Linked DNA regions of Mus musculus: all the other regions are linked to region 1. A link is a contact called in public HiChIP or PLAC-seq and promoter capture Hi-C data. All regions are on one chromosome and are shown on one strand. The core of a region is the stretch at or near the end of the contact, and the rest is flanking DNA. Distances in the headings are between cores, read along the strand shown.

Region 1 (2,917 bases), core at 256-2,755:
AGCTTGCTGTTGAACTCTCCAGAATAAATACATTTTAAAAGCAAGCAAAACCTATTATGAGCCAAACAGCGTACTATTCTTCAGTAATAGGAACATTGGCCCTGTATGTAAAAGTATATTTAAATCAATATCTCATGCTATTTTATCCGTCTTTTTCTACCAATGGAATGTTATTTAATTCTATTCTGTAGACATAAGAAGACGTTTAAATTACTTTGGTGTGCTTTCATACCCCGGTGGCACCCAGAACAACAGGAAACAGTGGGGTGAGAATGTAGTCGCTCTGACAGATATGTCCCCATCTAACAATAAACGTATCTGCAGATTTGGTGTTGAGGATGCTGCTGTGGGGAGAGCACTAGAGGTCTGAAAGAACTCCATGGAGTCTGTGTGTGTGTGTGTGTGTGTGTGTGTGTGTGTGTTTACATCGGGACTGTGGTTCATGCAGCAGATTGTTGTTGAGCACATCACAAGACCCGGGTACCTCCCTAGGCAATGAAGAACAAGCGGAAACAAAACAAGTTAGAGTGGGGATGTAGCTCAGCACTGTCGGTGAGCACGCCCAGACTCCAGCACCACATAAACAATAGCTCCTATAGAGTTATTTGAGGGGTGGGAGGAGTGGGCTGCTCTATTTGAGTGAACCTAACAGAAGAGGGGAAGAAAGCCAGGAAACAGGATAAAGGGACAGAGAGACAGGGCAGTCTGTGGTAAAGCCATTGCATGTTACTTGGAAATACGGAGTTATAAGGAAGCTTAAGGAGAACATTGAGACAGTAGCTATTGGCAACATGAGGGCATTCGGGTGTGCCACGGAGTGGGTCTGGCCTACAGTTCTGTCAAAGGAGATGGAAGCTGAACACGTTGGTGCTAGACTAAATGACTTTATGTTCTTATGTCCTTTATGGACAGCGACAGGAATCTGAAGATCGTGGGCAGAGGATCACTGTCCACCACCCCTCTCCTTAAAGGATGACACTTTCTAATTTACTGTCTCACCCACTACTCCACTGAACTAAAAGAGAGCCATGGAGGTCCCAAAGAACCCCATGGAGTTTGAAGTGTGTGTGTTAGGGTCGGGGGTTGTGCATGGATCAGTTACACACTGTGTCCAGTCCTGTGTGGGACTTGGCGGTTCAGAACTAAAAGCGGTAGTTGGAAGAAGTGATGGAGAGAGATGGCTGTTTAGCATGGACCAGAAATCCGAAGCTGTAGGAGGAAGACGAAAAACCTGTTGGGATGGCGCTGAGATGCGGAGTGACGAACCTGGTGACGCGGAGGGTCGTCTGTGAAGGCGCCCGAGTCGAGGCTTGCGATTGGGCGAGGGGAAGGTGCCTCTGACGGTCGTCAAGGTAGCAGTTCGGGAGGGACGCCAAGGCCTCCTCCAAGTCACCGCGCATCCCTTGCTGAGCCCTTGCTGACGTGTCACTCGCAGCAGCCCGCCTCTTGGGCGCCTCCCCCGGCACCGCCCGCTCCTGCCCCGCCCCCGACACCGCCCGCCGGCGGCCTCCGCGTCACCCGGGCCCGCGGTGGCCACAACATGGCTGCGGCGCCGGGGCTGCTCTTCTGGCTGTTCGTGCTGGGGGCGCTCTGGTGGGTCCCGGGCCAGTCGGATCTCAGCCACGGACGGCGTTTCTCGGACCTCAAAGTGTGCGGGGACGAAGAGTGCAGCAGTGAGTCCGGGGTGGCGGGGCGGGCGGCCGGTTCCCGGGTGGCTGCGGTGGCTGCGCGGGTCGGAGTCCCACAGCCGGCACCTGGCCTAGGGGGTCGCAGGCCCGCGGAGCCCGCGCTGGTACGCTTTACTCGGCTATCGCCCGGCTAGCCCTGCCATAGAGGCCGTGCCTACCACTTGTTGCCGGATTTGCTCTCTGCTCCTCTGACCCTGCCGGGGGGCGCCGCAGACCCAGCCGGGTTTCCAGGGTGCTGCTCTCTGCTTCCTTATCCCCGCACTCCCCTTGGGCTCCCAGGGTGATGGGGTGGCTCGCCCCCGCATCCTGGGCGCCCCATGCTGCAGCCAAGAGCGTTTTAACGCCGGCCGCGGGGACCTGGGTCCACTCAAGACCGAGATCCACGCGCTTAGAGATCTGGGGCGCAATCCTAGCGGCCGATTGACGGCGGGGTTCCTCCAGAAGGCACCTCGGCGCTGCCCTCTTGGCTGCATTGGGACCAGCTCACATCATCTTTGGAACCAGAGGAACTGGAGTTTAGGTTTGGGATGAATCCCGAGGCCAAGCAAGCAGTGCATTCTGTGGTCTCCCCGGTTTTCTCCTTCAGTCCCGTCGCTCTTTTGCATAGAAGCCTTTTGCCAGCTCCCAAGCAGGGCTGCGGGAAGGTCAAAATCTTTCGTTCTTTAACCAGCCAAGTTACTGCACCTGTCACTACCTGAGAACCGCAGCCGCCTTCTCTGTGCGCAGTCGCGCCCTAGTCCTAGGTTGGAGGTGCCAGGGTTGGAGGTGGGCCATGGGGAAGGTTAGGATTAGAAGAGGGCTACTACTGTAACGGTGATAATAAATACTCCAAGGGTCTCAGGAACCCGTCCAGCCCTTTCCTTAGTTCCCTATGTTGCTGGGACTTACTCCTACCCAGAATAATACTGTTTTTAGGTTGGTTTCCAGAAACTGTAACTCACTGACGATGTCCTTCACAAATCACAGCAGTCCATTCAGAAAAGTATTCATTCTAAAAGACTAAGAAGAGTGCAGGTTAGCCATTTGTATTTCAATTGGTGTTATGAAAAAAAAAAGGAAAAAGCAAAATGCATAACTTGAATGGTTTACTCCAATACCATTAAAGAAAAAAAAGGGGCGCCTGTAATTTATGTCGCTGAGATTCTAGGTCCTAGCTGTAACCCAGGGCCACTGTAAATAAACAGCGAAGGTAAAGCAACCACGAAGGTAAAGGCACCACGGCGACTTCT
Region 2 (2,917 bases), core at 289-2,788, 890 kb before region 1:
AATGCAGTGTTGGGAAGGGGGTGAGATGTAGGAGGAACCCACATCCATCATTGCTGGACTTGTAAACTGTGGTGATGGCTTTATAAAATTAAACACACTCTCTAGGTATCTCAGGCCTGCGAGCATGAAAAGGTATGTTTGCATAACCAATATGTTCGAGGTAGCTGTATACAACTCAAATGTCCTTCAGTAGAAAGAAGGCAGCCTGCACTGCACATAAATGCTGGGGGTAAAAGGAGCCAGTCTCAAGCTGTAACGTGCTATGAGAACAGTGACAGTCGTGAACTGCAGGTACAGGAGAGATGTGGCCATGAAGGACAATACCAAAGAGGTGCTGCCACCATGCTGGACCCCAGGTGTGGCCATGATACATCTTATTGAAATCTGTAGGACTGTACCTCACAGGGAAGGGAAATCAGGCATTCTCACAGACCTGGACACTCAGAGTCAGCTTCTCGGTCAGACTGATGATACCCTGTCACTAACACAGCATGCGTGAGCAGGAGCCGAGAGGGACGTGTGAGGCCCGTGGGTCTGATGATGACTTGGGAAGAGGTCTTGACACGGGGCAGGGAGGTGAGACAGACAGTAGATGGGGCCTGTGTGATTGAAAGGCAGGGATTTGGATGAGAAAGAAGCCTGGTCCCTGGGGCCTGTGAGCAGGTAGATGCCAGCTGGACCAAGTAGGAATGTGTCTTCTGTTGTGACTTTGCAACTGTGTTGCTTCACTTTGAGCAAACTGTTACTTCCAATCGGATAATGGCATTCGCTAGACTATAGGCAGACTGGAATAGGATCTGTGTGCAATTCCTCTTACATGGATAGCATTCTGATGCATCCCTCACGAAGCAGTAAGTGAATGACAGCTGGCACCAGAGCACTTTAATCCTCACGGGCCTTTACAGTGCTGCGTTCTGTTAATGAATGTGTGTTCATTAGTGCAGCTGCCTTCCAGCCATTGGGAAGCAGGGTGTGTGCTCTACCAACATGAGTAGAGTCTGTCACCAGGCTATTTGTGTGGCTCTCCTCAGGAGAAAGTCCCTAAAAGTGAGTCATGGCGATGGGTCACGTCCTATTTCATTGGTCTTTGAAACCAAAGCCTATGGCATGTCCTCTTGATGGTATCTACAGGAAATACCAGGGATGCCAGGGCAGATCTGGGAGAAGAGCACGCATCTGCCACGCTAAGCCACCAGGCAGCCACTCAATGGGTGTGTTTGCAGCACCATGGAGACCACGCTGGTCATTTCCCAGGGAACACAGTCCAAATCCAGAGCCCTGATCTGGATGGAAATACCGAGAATGCTAGGAAAGCAGATTGCTACATTAAGCCGGGCCTCAGTTTCCCCATCTGTGAGACAGAAGCCAGCACCACAACCTGGTGTGAATTTATGACAATCAAGGCCCTTGCTTAGAAGTTACTTCTGTGCCTGTCAGGGTGAAAACGAAAGTTGAAGTCAGCATTTCACTAGGGGGTTCAGCCTCTGAGATCTCTCAGCACAGCATGTTCCTGTGTGGAAGGGACTTTCCTAAAGTGAGGGCTGGGTATTTTAAGCAAAGGCACCCAGCTGTGAGACTACCAGGCTTGTTTCTCCAGTTGCTTCTCACTGGACCTGATTTCACTTGCATTTATTTCTGGAGAGCAGCTTCTAGTCTCTTCCCCTTCCCCTTCCCTTGCCCCTGCTGTTTCACAGCTGCCCTTTCAGCTTCTCCCTCCAATTCCCTGGGTCACAAGTGTTCTGCATCAAGGCGTGCCTGACTAATTAGCATCCATGTGTGATGTTGGGAGAAAGAACCCCAGAGAAAAAGCTGTAGGCCTATTTCTGCCAAATTGGAGTTGACCTAGCTTGGACAACTCTCCAGCATGCTCAGTCTTGACTCTTGATCCAGGTGCCATGGGGTCTTGGAAGAAGCCCCAGGAAGTATAGAGCCCTGTATACTTCCTATTCTAGAAGACAGGAGGGCTTCCTTTGTTTAGCAAGCTTCTTCTAAACTCTCCACCATCTTCAGACTCGAGGTCATGTGTGTCTCCTACCACCATAAGACTTTGCACCAGGGATACAGTGAGCATTTATCTAGTTAGTCATTAGTTATTGAGTGCCTACTGTGTGCAAGGGACTGAACTAAGAGCCAACCAGAGAGACTTATGGGGCAAACAGAATTTTATCCTGCAGGGAACTAAAGTAGGACAAGAAAGGAAACCTGGGCAGCAAAGAAAAGATCTTGACAGCAGCAAAGCAAAGGGCCAGTGAGGAGGCTCTAGGGTTCGAACAGTGGAGCATCTGAGTCCATTCTAAAAAGGACCGGAAACAGGCTCTCAGGGGAACATTTCTACATCAGTGTTTCGCATAGCTAAAAACACCACAGACTCGACTCAAGTACAAACTGATAGATGGGCAGATAAAGAAAGCCAAGCGTTATTCAGCTTCTGAGAGCAAGGGAAATTTGTAATACGCTGTGCGTGCCTCCTGGGGGCCTAGGAGGAGAACAGAAAGGGTGGTTCCTGTTTAGTGGTGTCGGGGTTTGGATTTATGAGAGACAAAGGTTGTAAAGGTGCAGGATAGTGACACATGAGACCTTCTAAGTGTGTGACGTCACTCAACGGTGTTCTTACAAATAGAGGTGGCTGTGTGTCTTTTAGAAGTTAAAAAAGTAGAAAAGGAAAAACATGCATAGTAGAGGAACTCAAAACCCAAACCCTACCTTGTCCCCGTGGGCTCCGTTCATCCCGAGCGAAATGAAGAGAGATTACACTTTGTGGCTTTGTTGCAGGTAATGACAACATATGCAACCCACTTGACACAAGGCAGGAAACAGTGAACAGAAATTGTTATGATCAACTTTGGCTGGCCCATAGTGAATGTCTGAGGAACTTTGATGGTTAGTTCTAACTGTCAACTTGACACAACCTGGGACC
Region 3 (2,917 bases), core at 199-2,698, 880 kb before region 1:
CACACTGTGTTTGCAGAACAGCTGGTGTTGTCCCCAGCAGATGATGGGAAGTGAGAAGCTAGAACTGAAGAGATAAAAAGTTGGAGAGCATAGCCTTAGCCACCAGGTCTGTAACAATGCACCTGAGATGATTGATGGGTAAAGAGAAAAGCTCTATTTCGGGCTTGCCCTTCTGGGGTTCCAGTTCAAGGTTAAAAGGCTCTCTTACTTTGAGCCTCTGGCAAGGGTGATAATCATGGCGGGATCATGTGTTGGAGAAACTGCATAGACCATGAGTCAGCAGGCAACAGTATCAGTAGGGAAGTCTGGGGTGCCAGCTCCAAAAGAATTGCCCCAACAGTGACACCTTGAAGTCAAGCCTTTAACACTGTACATTTGGGGCACACTCCTTTAGACCACAGATAAATGCAAAAAAGGGAGTTATTAGGACTGTAGCCCAGAGTGTTACGCAACTGCCCACTGCTTAAGGTGTAGATCAGACCTTAACACAACATCAGATGTAACAGGAACAATCAGACTCCCCAATTCAGCTGTCCAGAGTTGTTTAAAATTTACATAAGCCTTTAGCTCAAAAGTATACTTAGTGACTTTTAACTAAGGACGGATGGCGGTTTAAAATAGCATTTACTTCATTTGGGGTGGGGATATTTCATTTCAGAGTACCAGGGTGTGGCTGGGTATATGCATCTGATTTGATCCAGGTCCAGTCCTCATCCCCGAATACGGCAAAATATTAAAATAAGAAATATTAAAATAAGAAAGCCAAGCTGCCATGGAGACCTGGAAGAGGCCACCTGTCACAGCATTTTTAAAAAGTAGCGACTTAGGTCATGGTTGAATCAGGGAGATCATGTTTGCTAAATTTTTCATCTTTTGTTAGTTTAAAAAACCCCAACAACAACCATGTTTGTTGCTGCTGTTTATATGTGCGAATGAGTATACCCACGTGCTCGTAGGTGCTCCGAGCAGCCAGAAGAGGGTGTTGGATCCCTTGGACCTGGAGTCACAGGGTGTCGGGCTGGGAACTAGACTCTGGAGAAGAGCAGTAAGCACCCTTAATTGTCGAGCCATCCCTCCAGCTGGAAAGAGTTTATTCTTACAGGGCAGGCGTTACTAATGAGGCGCTTAAGAAGGAAAGAAATTCGCTTTGTGTATAAGTGTTTCTACTGGAAGTGTTTCTCCCTCTAAAATCAAAGAAGAGTAAAAGCCGTTTTCACGGAATATGCTTTAAAACTGAATAGCTGGTAGCAGGATTCCGCCCTACCCCCAGCCCCCCGGCCCCAAATTCCCAAACGTATACAACTTCCTTTCTCTTCTAAAACATAAATCATAATTTGCGCTCTCTTTATGGGGCTTCTGCCTTTTGTCAAATTAACAGCTCTGGAAAAGAAGCACATACTTTCAGCTGACCTGCAGTTGGACCTAACATTTCTTCCCCAAACTATTCTCAAACATTTTAGTCACGGGGGAAAGGACGCACTTTTAGACTCTGCTGTGTGTGGCCCGGATCCTGCGCTTGGCCCCTTGAGCTGTTTAATCGCTCAGCCTCTCGGGGGCTGCTCTCGGCTAATGAATCCTTACCTCTACCTTTCCCATTCCTCTTAATGAGCGCTAATAAAGTGCATTTAACTCTACTAATGCAACCAAAACTCACTGTTATTTCATTGTATCTACTTAATAAGAACCCTGTTCAATATCAAATTACAGCCTGCTGGGCCAAAGCATTATGGGGGCGGAAGTGGGACCGTGAGACGGGAATATCGAGTGCCCTAATTCGGGCATGCTTCTTAATACACCCTGCAGTATGATACGATTGCTTAATTCATTTAGCCCGGCTAGTTTGATCCCACAGCCAACTGCTGTGTAAAATTTACTGCAGTGCTAGGCAACAGTCCCACCACACAAGCTAAAATACAGTATCGCTTTTCTTGGGACCAAGCTATTAACAGTTGTTTGGGGGAGAGGCAATCTGCAATGGAGCAGATACAGTTACAAGAAGGAAGATGCCTTGGGCTGCCCTGCCCTCCGTTTCTGAAAGAGTTAGAACAAATCCAATTTGTATTAATAAAAAAACAAAATTCCCCTAATTTTCATGGCATCACCTCGGGGCTACTTTGATTTCAGATTTGTCTAAAATGAGCGGTGACCTCTGCATTCCTCACTATCTCAGTTATGGATTTCTCTGGCTTCTTTAAAGCCAGACTTTCCCACAAGCACTTCTGTAGCAAGTATGTAGGAAAAGGTTTGTGTATTGGATTTTGTTAGAGTGACAAACACATCTTCAGTGGCCTTACTTTTTTTTCTTCTCCTCTCCTCTCCTCTCCTCTCCTCTCCTCTCCTCTCCTCTCCTCTCCTCTCCTCTCCTCTTCTTTCTCTCTTTCTCTCTTTCTCTCTTTCTCTCTTTCTCTCTTTCTCTCTTTCTCTCTTTCTCTCTTTCTCTCTTTCTCTCTTTCTCTCTTTCTCTCTTTCTCTTTCTCTCTCTCTCTCTCTCTCTCTCTCTCTCTTTCTTTTTATATAGAATAGAGTTTATTCAGGGCATGGGGAGGGGAGTTAAGAGAGTAGCAGAGGCAGAGAAAGGCAGAGAGAAGGAGAGAGCAGAGAAATAGGGGCTGGCCATGATCACGTGGAGAGAAGGGGGAAGGAAATGGGGAGCAAGGGGACAAGAGGCAAGAGAGAGGCAAGAGAGTAAGAGAGCGAGAGCATGTCCTTAGTTTCAGACTAGAGCGAGCACCTTTATTCTGGGCTTCCCTGTCTGATATTTAGACAATGTTTATGGATTCACACCACTATAAAGGATCCTGGCTGGAGACATTTTCAGCTGTACTGTTCTTTGCAGGTTCTACTCACTCTGAAGACCTGTGTATTAAGCCCATACATACTTTGATACGGTGATTGATGCTTGATGCCATAGATGTTT
Region 4 (2,917 bases), core at 184-2,683, 680 kb before region 1:
CTCTTTGCTTCATTCCCGTTTCTTGTAGAACCCCTCCCACCAAGTAATGACAGTTTTCTTTTCTTAGAAACCCATTTTCCAGGGTGGCCCTATCACGTGCCTTGAGGAGTCAAACTTTCTAGGAGCTTGGTGACCTAAGAAGGCTTTGCTGGACTGGACTAGTCTGAGCAAAGCTAAAAACTAATGGCCTTGGAGGTGGGGGTGGGGGTGGGGGGACCTTGTCTATTTTAAGCCAGGAAGGAGAAAGCAAAACAAAATAGACCAAAAATAACCATACAAGACCATGGCTAAAATATCCAAACAGGGGTGTCCACAGAAAAGGCGCTGTTGGATATGACACCATATTTTTGAAACAAAGTGAGACACGCCACAAGTATGAATCCTAACAATGCAAATGACCAAGTAATGCAAATCCCTTACTTAGGGTTTTCCCACACAGTGCTTTCCTTACTGGAACAAAATCTCAACATCAATATTCAAGAATTTCTTGTAAGAAAGAGGCCAGCATGCTGGGCCACCACACCCCTCAGGTGACACCTAGGAGTTGAAATAGAGGGGGCCTCCAAAGGTGGGAAGGTCTTGGGCCTAGAAATATCACAGGTCTTCCTGCTGACCTGGAAGCCTTGCAGTCTAAAGCAGTCTTCCCAAGACCACATCATTTTGTAAGACTAGAGTGAAGGCTGCCTCTTGTCTCCAAGGAAATGGGGTTAGGGAAACAAGTCTTGCTATCTTACCAAGTGCTACGGTGTTCTCTCACCACCAGGGCCTTCAAGCAGACACTGGGTGCTTTCATCTCAGAATACTGCAATGCAGCTCTGACACAGCTCTGACAGCGACTCCAAGATTGACTCTTACAGAAAGCCACCACAATCCCCAACAGCGTTGGCCTCACTGCCAGTTGTAAGTGTGGTGTCTCTCAGGCCTCTGACACCTCTGACTAAATTGTCACTAGTTCTTTGCTTCCCCATAATACCCGGGGTTCAAGAATCCACTAGGATGATTCGCTGAACTCAGGAAAGCACTTTTGTTTGTGCTAATTAATGGCTTCACTATAAAGGATGCAAGCCAGGGCCAGCAAAATGAAAGCTGCACAACGTAGGCCCTAGTATTCCACACCGTGCACTTCTCTGTTCAGTCGTGTGAAATGAAGACACTCTATTTACCCTGCTGGCATGTCCCTGTGTGCAAGGAGGATGCCTGCCTGAGCTTCGAGGGCCAGGCTTCTGTGTTCTTCAGGATCATGTTTCACTAGGTGCAACTGGACTTGATTCATCATCAGCCCCGTGTCTGAACTTAATCCTCAGTCCAGCTTGCCTCTTCTGCGGAGGCTGGCTACATTCCAAGCTTCCGGGCCAGTCACAGGGCTGGCCCTTCTGATAGATGACCAGCTTGTCCCCTGAGTCATCTCATTAACATAAACTCAGGTGTGAGCCAAGGGGCTCTGCAGGAGCAGCTCAGGCACTCTTATCTCTCTGTAGATTCCAGAGGGTGAGAGATCATCTCCCACAACTCAGGGACAGAGGGCAGAAAAAAAAATCAATTTACAAGTCCATAGCCATAAATGTTGTGGACCTGGGAGTCAGCCTAGACTTCAGGCGACTTCGGTGTGACTCCAAGTGATTCTGTGAACCACTCTCAGCCTCTATTTTCTCATCTTAGAAAGAAATGATAACTTATCATTATACAAAGATTGGCCTCACTGGATAGAAATGTCAGCAGGATACTACATGGCAAGACTATTTTTTCTAGTCACTACCCTGAAATGTAAAGGGAAACAGGCCAAAATTAACACTAATAACATATTTGACCAAATTATGGTTTCAACATGCAGCTGAGTCTTTCACACTGCAACCCAAGAAGGGTTTCTGAAATCTGATAAGTATGATTCAGAGCTGCTTCAACTAGCTCTAGCGACCAGAATCAGGCAGGGCATAGCTACCAGGAGACAACAGCTCAGGTAAAGGTGATGTCCCCATTCAAGGAGTCCCTGCTGAGTGCCAAAGTCATTACTATCTGGCCATGTTAACAGAAAGGAGCATGTGTTTGTATGTGCAAGCATGTGTTCACATGGACAGAGTTAGCAACCAGTAACAGAAAATGATGGTTCTACAAGCTGCATTGCACCAGAAAGTGAGCTGTCTCCCCATAGATGAAATAGCCACTTTTCTCCAGAAAAGAACACTCCACCCCATTATCTGACAAGAGTTCTGTTCCCAAGTTTGTACATCACATCAGCACACACTGCAATCCTTAACAAAACAAAGCCACCACGGATAATGGCTTTTGATGGGCAAAGACCCCTGGAAGACACCATGTGGCCAGATCTGAAAGATTTGAGAGCTCTGAAGAGCTCTGGGAAGGTAAGGAAGAAAAGCTGAAGGAAGGAAGGAGCTGGGACCTGCTGAGTCACAAAATGATGTCCATGGACCTCAAGGGTTAATGTCAGAGCCACCAGCCACCACCAGTCAGTCCCAGCCAGCCAGGAATCCCACTCCACAGTGTGGAAAAGCTGTTCACTGAGAACCAGGAAAGCAGAGGTCCCTCGGAGATGAATGTCAAGGTCATGATTTGGACAACTTTGGAGCATCTGGTTCTCAGGCCTCAGAACGTTTTCCAAACGTTTTATAGAAGATGTGGAAGGTGGGCTGGGGAGACCGCCCAGTAGTCAAATGCAAGCAGAAGAGGCATGAGGACGTGAGTTTGCACTCCTTGGCAACCACGTGAAAGCCAGGTATAGGTACACACCTCAGGGGTTGGCTGGGGAGACAAAATCTTAGAAGGGATCTCACGGTCCAAGCAATGTAGCCCAAGTGTTCAATGTAGCCTAGGGTTCAGTGAAAGAGCAAGCCTCAAGCGTAAGTCAGAAGTCAAGTGAGACGGCTCAGCAGGGAAGGGCATGCTACACATGTGTGAGTGC
Region 5 (2,917 bases), core at 257-2,756, 610 kb after region 1:
CCCCCAACAGTCACAGACATGCCTCAGCACACCACCTCCAAGAAAGAGAAAGTTAACTTTCAAATAAACCTGTCCTTCAACTGGTCTGACCATGTTTTCAGACCCTTCACATTCTTCAAGACGGTTTATTCTAAAGTAGTTCAAATCCAGAAGCCCAAACCTGACCTGTGTGTGAAGGGCAAAGATCAAGGGTCGAAGGGCTACAAATACACTGCTTCCCCCCACCCCCACCCCCACACACTCCTTTGATCCTCTTTTTCCTCTGGGCCAAAATGGGAAAATGTGCCAGGCTTCTTATCCTTCCTTCAGAAAAGCCCAATTGGGCTGCCGGTGGGTGTGCGAACCTACACCGGTTCCACACAATTTTCTGTGAACTCCAGGGGTTTTGCAGAAGGCTGGGACACAGGGACTCTATTTCTCAGGCACCCCTAAAGTCTGCACGTATGCAGAAGGCGCAGTGCTGTCCGGTCGGTACAGTCTCCCCTCCCTGCTGGGCCATTCAAAGCTCCCCCCACCACAGCGGGGTCACTCACCACCCGTGAGCTGTGCAGGGCCAAAGCACAGCGCCAGTTGAAACCACAGGATCACGGCCAAGAGTCTCTGGGGGGACTGAGGCTGCTGTTGCTGCAGCTGCTGCTCTAGAAATCCATCTCCATTGCTCGGGTTCATTCCATGATACATCTTTCATCCACAGAGGGCATCCAGCTTGCGAGAGTCTGCAACCAGGAGCGGAACACGACAATACCCCGGGGTTGCCCGGGCTCTGGGGCCAAGCTCTCCCTCCTCCACCCTGGGGGCCCGGTGCCTGGGCTTTGCGGGCTCCATCCCATCCCATCCCTGTTCGCCCCTGCGCAGCCCCCGCCCCCTTTCCCACAGCGAGATCCTCCCTGCCACCCCCCATGCAGGGTCCAGAGAGTAGCAGCCACCATGGGATACTGCGCGTGCGGGAGGGATGGAGGAGGGGAGAGAGGACAGGGGTTAGTGCACACTGGCTCTGTGCTGGTCCCCGGGATTCAGCGGCTCTGATCATGACAGGAAAGTCTAAAGCCTTATAGCATCAAGCGGCTGAGAAAACACTTTTCCCCGGGCCTGTACATTTCACTCTGAGGAATCTCACAATGTGCCCCCTGCTGCCCCTGGATACTTCTCTGCTTTTCCAAGGATTGGGAGGCTCCTATTGCCCCAGTCCCTTATGAAATCTGAGCTGTTATTTTTATTTTAAAAATTCCTCCCTTAGGGGAGCTGAGCCAGGAGCCAACTCGCCCAGCCCGGCCTGCGCACGCCTCCCCGGGGCAGGCAAGCCCCTTCCGGGCTCCGGCTCTTACCTGTGGGTCTCATGCATGCAGCTTCCTTCCCTCCTCCGCCTCCTCCCCCCGCCAGTCTAACCCGCATCTGTGCGCGACCTCTGCTGCCGCCTCTGCGCGAGCAAGCAAGCGAGCGAGCGAGCAAGACAGAGGAGCGAGCGAGCGAGCGAGACGGAAGCCTCGGCGGCTGCCGGGCTACACCGCCCCCGCCCGTCCCGCCGCGCGCTCCCTCCCCGGGCTCCCCCGAGTGGCCGGGGGCGGGGGTGACGAGGGCCACGGCTGCCGGGCTGCGCGCGCCCGCTACCTGAGCTCGGGAGCGCGCGGCGGCGGCGCGGAGAGGGGGAGGAAGGGACGAGGCCCGGGCGCGCGCGGGAAGGGCAGGGGCGCGCGGGCCTGCACGCGCCTCGGCGGGTCCCAGCCAGCGCCGGTAGCAGGGGTAAGGGGATGGCGTGGGCGGAGGAGGACGCCGTGGCCAATGGGAAGCCGGCGCGCCTGCACCTGTCGGGCACGAGTCGCCAGGCGGCGGCACACACGCACACGCATTCACACACGCGCATACGCGTATGCACGCACACATACCCAGGCACACGCACGCGCACACACCGCAGGTCTGCGCCGCGATCCTTCACCAGTGGCCTCTGGAGCCCTTAGCCCCGTGTGTGCCACCAGAGGCTGTGACCTCGAAGGTGGAGGTGGACAGGATGATCCCACCCAGGACCATCACCGATGACAGGGTTAACTTGAATGGGGCGGTGTAAGCACAACCCTTGCTGCTAAAACCTCAAGTTCTTGGTGACCCCGAACATCTCCACGGGTGTGAGCTTCCCCTAGAGCCCAGTGGACAGCCCGAGGAGGCTGGGTCTCTGTCTCCCGTCCCTTGCACCGTCGGCATTTTCCCTCTTGGCTGCCTTGGAGATAGACGCAAGCATCTCTCGGAGCTTTCTCTTGAGAGGCTCTCCCTCAGGGAGACAAGTGACCGGGCAGTGAGATGATGGGTGCCAATGCGGGAAAGCTGGATATCACCGGAAGCTTATTTCCTTTGGGTAAGAACCCGAAAGGATCAGGGGTCCCCAGGAAAGAACGTTCCCCTGGTCAGCGGTCCCTTCCTGGTGTCTTAAGTTCAGCCTGCTGCTAGCTCTGTTCTCCCAACCTTTGCTGTTCCCCAGCAAGCTAGACCTCCCTCTGAGGTCTGGGCCGGCTCCTAGGGTACTTGTGTGAGCCTTGGTGATTAAGGGGTGTGCCTTAATGAGGTAGGGCCGGCAGGCAGTATTTTTGAACCACTGGATCCCCATTATTCTGTAGCAATTTGTGGATATGAAAAACCATGTTTCTGATACAGCCACCAAATCATCTCGTCCTTCTATCGACTTTCCCAAAATCTCACATACTGAAGGTAGTTTGGAAATTACAGCTTTTACCGTGTTGGCTTTTACTGCGAGTAATTTTAACAAATTCTTGCAGGAGAAATTAGCTTTTAGTAGATAAATCTAGTTCAATGTTGTTGATTTTTTTTTTCGATTTGTAAAATTGAGATGTCAGCTTTGCACGGAGTAAGTTGAACAGTTTTGGTTATCACAAATGCATTTCTGCTAAAGCCTGAACTCTGAAGCCCA

Evidence for each region. Promoter capture Hi-C pulls out the DNA fragments that hold promoters and counts their contacts. HiChIP or PLAC-seq counts read pairs in DNA pulled down with a chosen protein or histone mark.
Region 2: a contact with region 1 is called in a FOXA1 HiChIP or PLAC-seq map of pancreatic cancer cells. The contact joins the enhancer-like site here to the promoter of Mia3 in region 1. A contact is called at or near these places in 2 of 39 promoter capture datasets (the 3T3-L1 cell line and the C10 cell line), 1 of 15 datasets of contacts at CTCF or cohesin (large pre-B cells) and 4 of 115 datasets of contacts at active chromatin or transcription factors (astrocytes, large pre-B cells, pancreatic cancer cells and 1 more).
Region 3: an H3K4me3 HiChIP or PLAC-seq map of embryonic limb bud shows a contact between it and region 1, with 5 times the contacts expected there. The contact joins the enhancer-like site here to the promoter of Mia3 in region 1. A contact is called at or near these places in 2 of 39 promoter capture datasets (the 3T3-L1 cell line and the C10 cell line), 4 of 484 Hi-C or Micro-C datasets (the N1E-115 cell line, adipose-derived mesenchymal stem cells, brown adipocytes and 1 more) and 4 of 115 datasets of contacts at active chromatin or transcription factors (bone marrow-derived macrophages, embryonic forebrain, embryonic limb bud and 1 more).
Region 4: a FOXA1 HiChIP or PLAC-seq map of pancreatic cancer cells shows a contact between it and region 1. The contact joins the enhancer-like site here to the promoter of Mia3 in region 1. A contact is called at or near these places in 1 of 484 Hi-C or Micro-C datasets (stem cell-derived neural stem cells), 7 of 115 datasets of contacts at active chromatin or transcription factors (the 230-238 cell line, the NIH/3T3 cell line, the SCID.adh cell line and 3 more) and 2 of 9 other capture datasets (embryonic tail and embryonic trunk).
Region 5: a contact with region 1 is called in a promoter capture Hi-C map of embryonic stem cells, with 11 times the contacts expected there. The contact joins the promoter of Susd4 here to the promoter of Mia3 in region 1. A contact is called at or near these places in 6 of 39 promoter capture datasets (embryonic stem cells, hippocampal neurons, liver and 2 more) and 1 of 115 datasets of contacts at active chromatin or transcription factors (embryonic stem cells).

Annotation. Positions count from the first base shown.
Region 1 is chr1:183,368,153-183,371,069 of GRCm38.p6, reverse strand. It overlaps Mia3 (melanoma inhibitory activity 3), which reads left to right and starts at 1,505. Exons shown (of 26, transcript NM_177389.3): 1 at 1,505-1,673. The coding sequence starts at 1,541. It also overlaps the pseudogene Gm37339.
Region 2 is chr1:184,259,537-184,262,453 of GRCm38.p6, reverse strand. No RefSeq gene overlaps it. Among named protein-coding and RNA genes, the nearest start is that of Gm34177, 68 kb to the left of the region's middle. Within about 2 kb of position 1,538, at least 82 of the 459 cell types and tissues checked have an H3K27ac peak or open chromatin away from gene starts, as enhancers often do. A contact at or near this core is called in pancreatic cancer cells, where this site is marked.
Region 3 is chr1:184,243,437-184,246,353 of GRCm38.p6, reverse strand. No RefSeq gene overlaps it. Among named protein-coding and RNA genes, the nearest start is that of Gm34177, 84 kb to the left of the region's middle. Within about 2 kb of position 1,448, at least 19 of the 459 cell types and tissues checked have an H3K27ac peak or open chromatin away from gene starts, as enhancers often do. A contact at or near this core is called in embryonic limb bud, where this site is marked.
Region 4 is chr1:184,050,402-184,053,318 of GRCm38.p6, reverse strand. The region is part of intron 2 of Dusp10 (dual specificity phosphatase 10); the gene reads right to left. Among named protein-coding and RNA genes, the nearest start is that of Dusp10, 17 kb to the right of the region's middle. Within about 2 kb of position 1,433, at least 114 of the 459 cell types and tissues checked have an H3K27ac peak or open chromatin away from gene starts, as enhancers often do. A contact at or near this core is called in the NIH/3T3 cell line, pancreatic cancer cells and stem cell-derived neural stem cells, where this site is marked.
Region 5 is chr1:182,762,805-182,765,721 of GRCm38.p6, reverse strand. Susd4 (sushi domain containing 4) reads right to left here and starts at 1,506. Exons shown (of 9, transcript NM_001356461.1): 1 at 1,326-1,506; 2 at 534-716. The coding sequence starts at 681.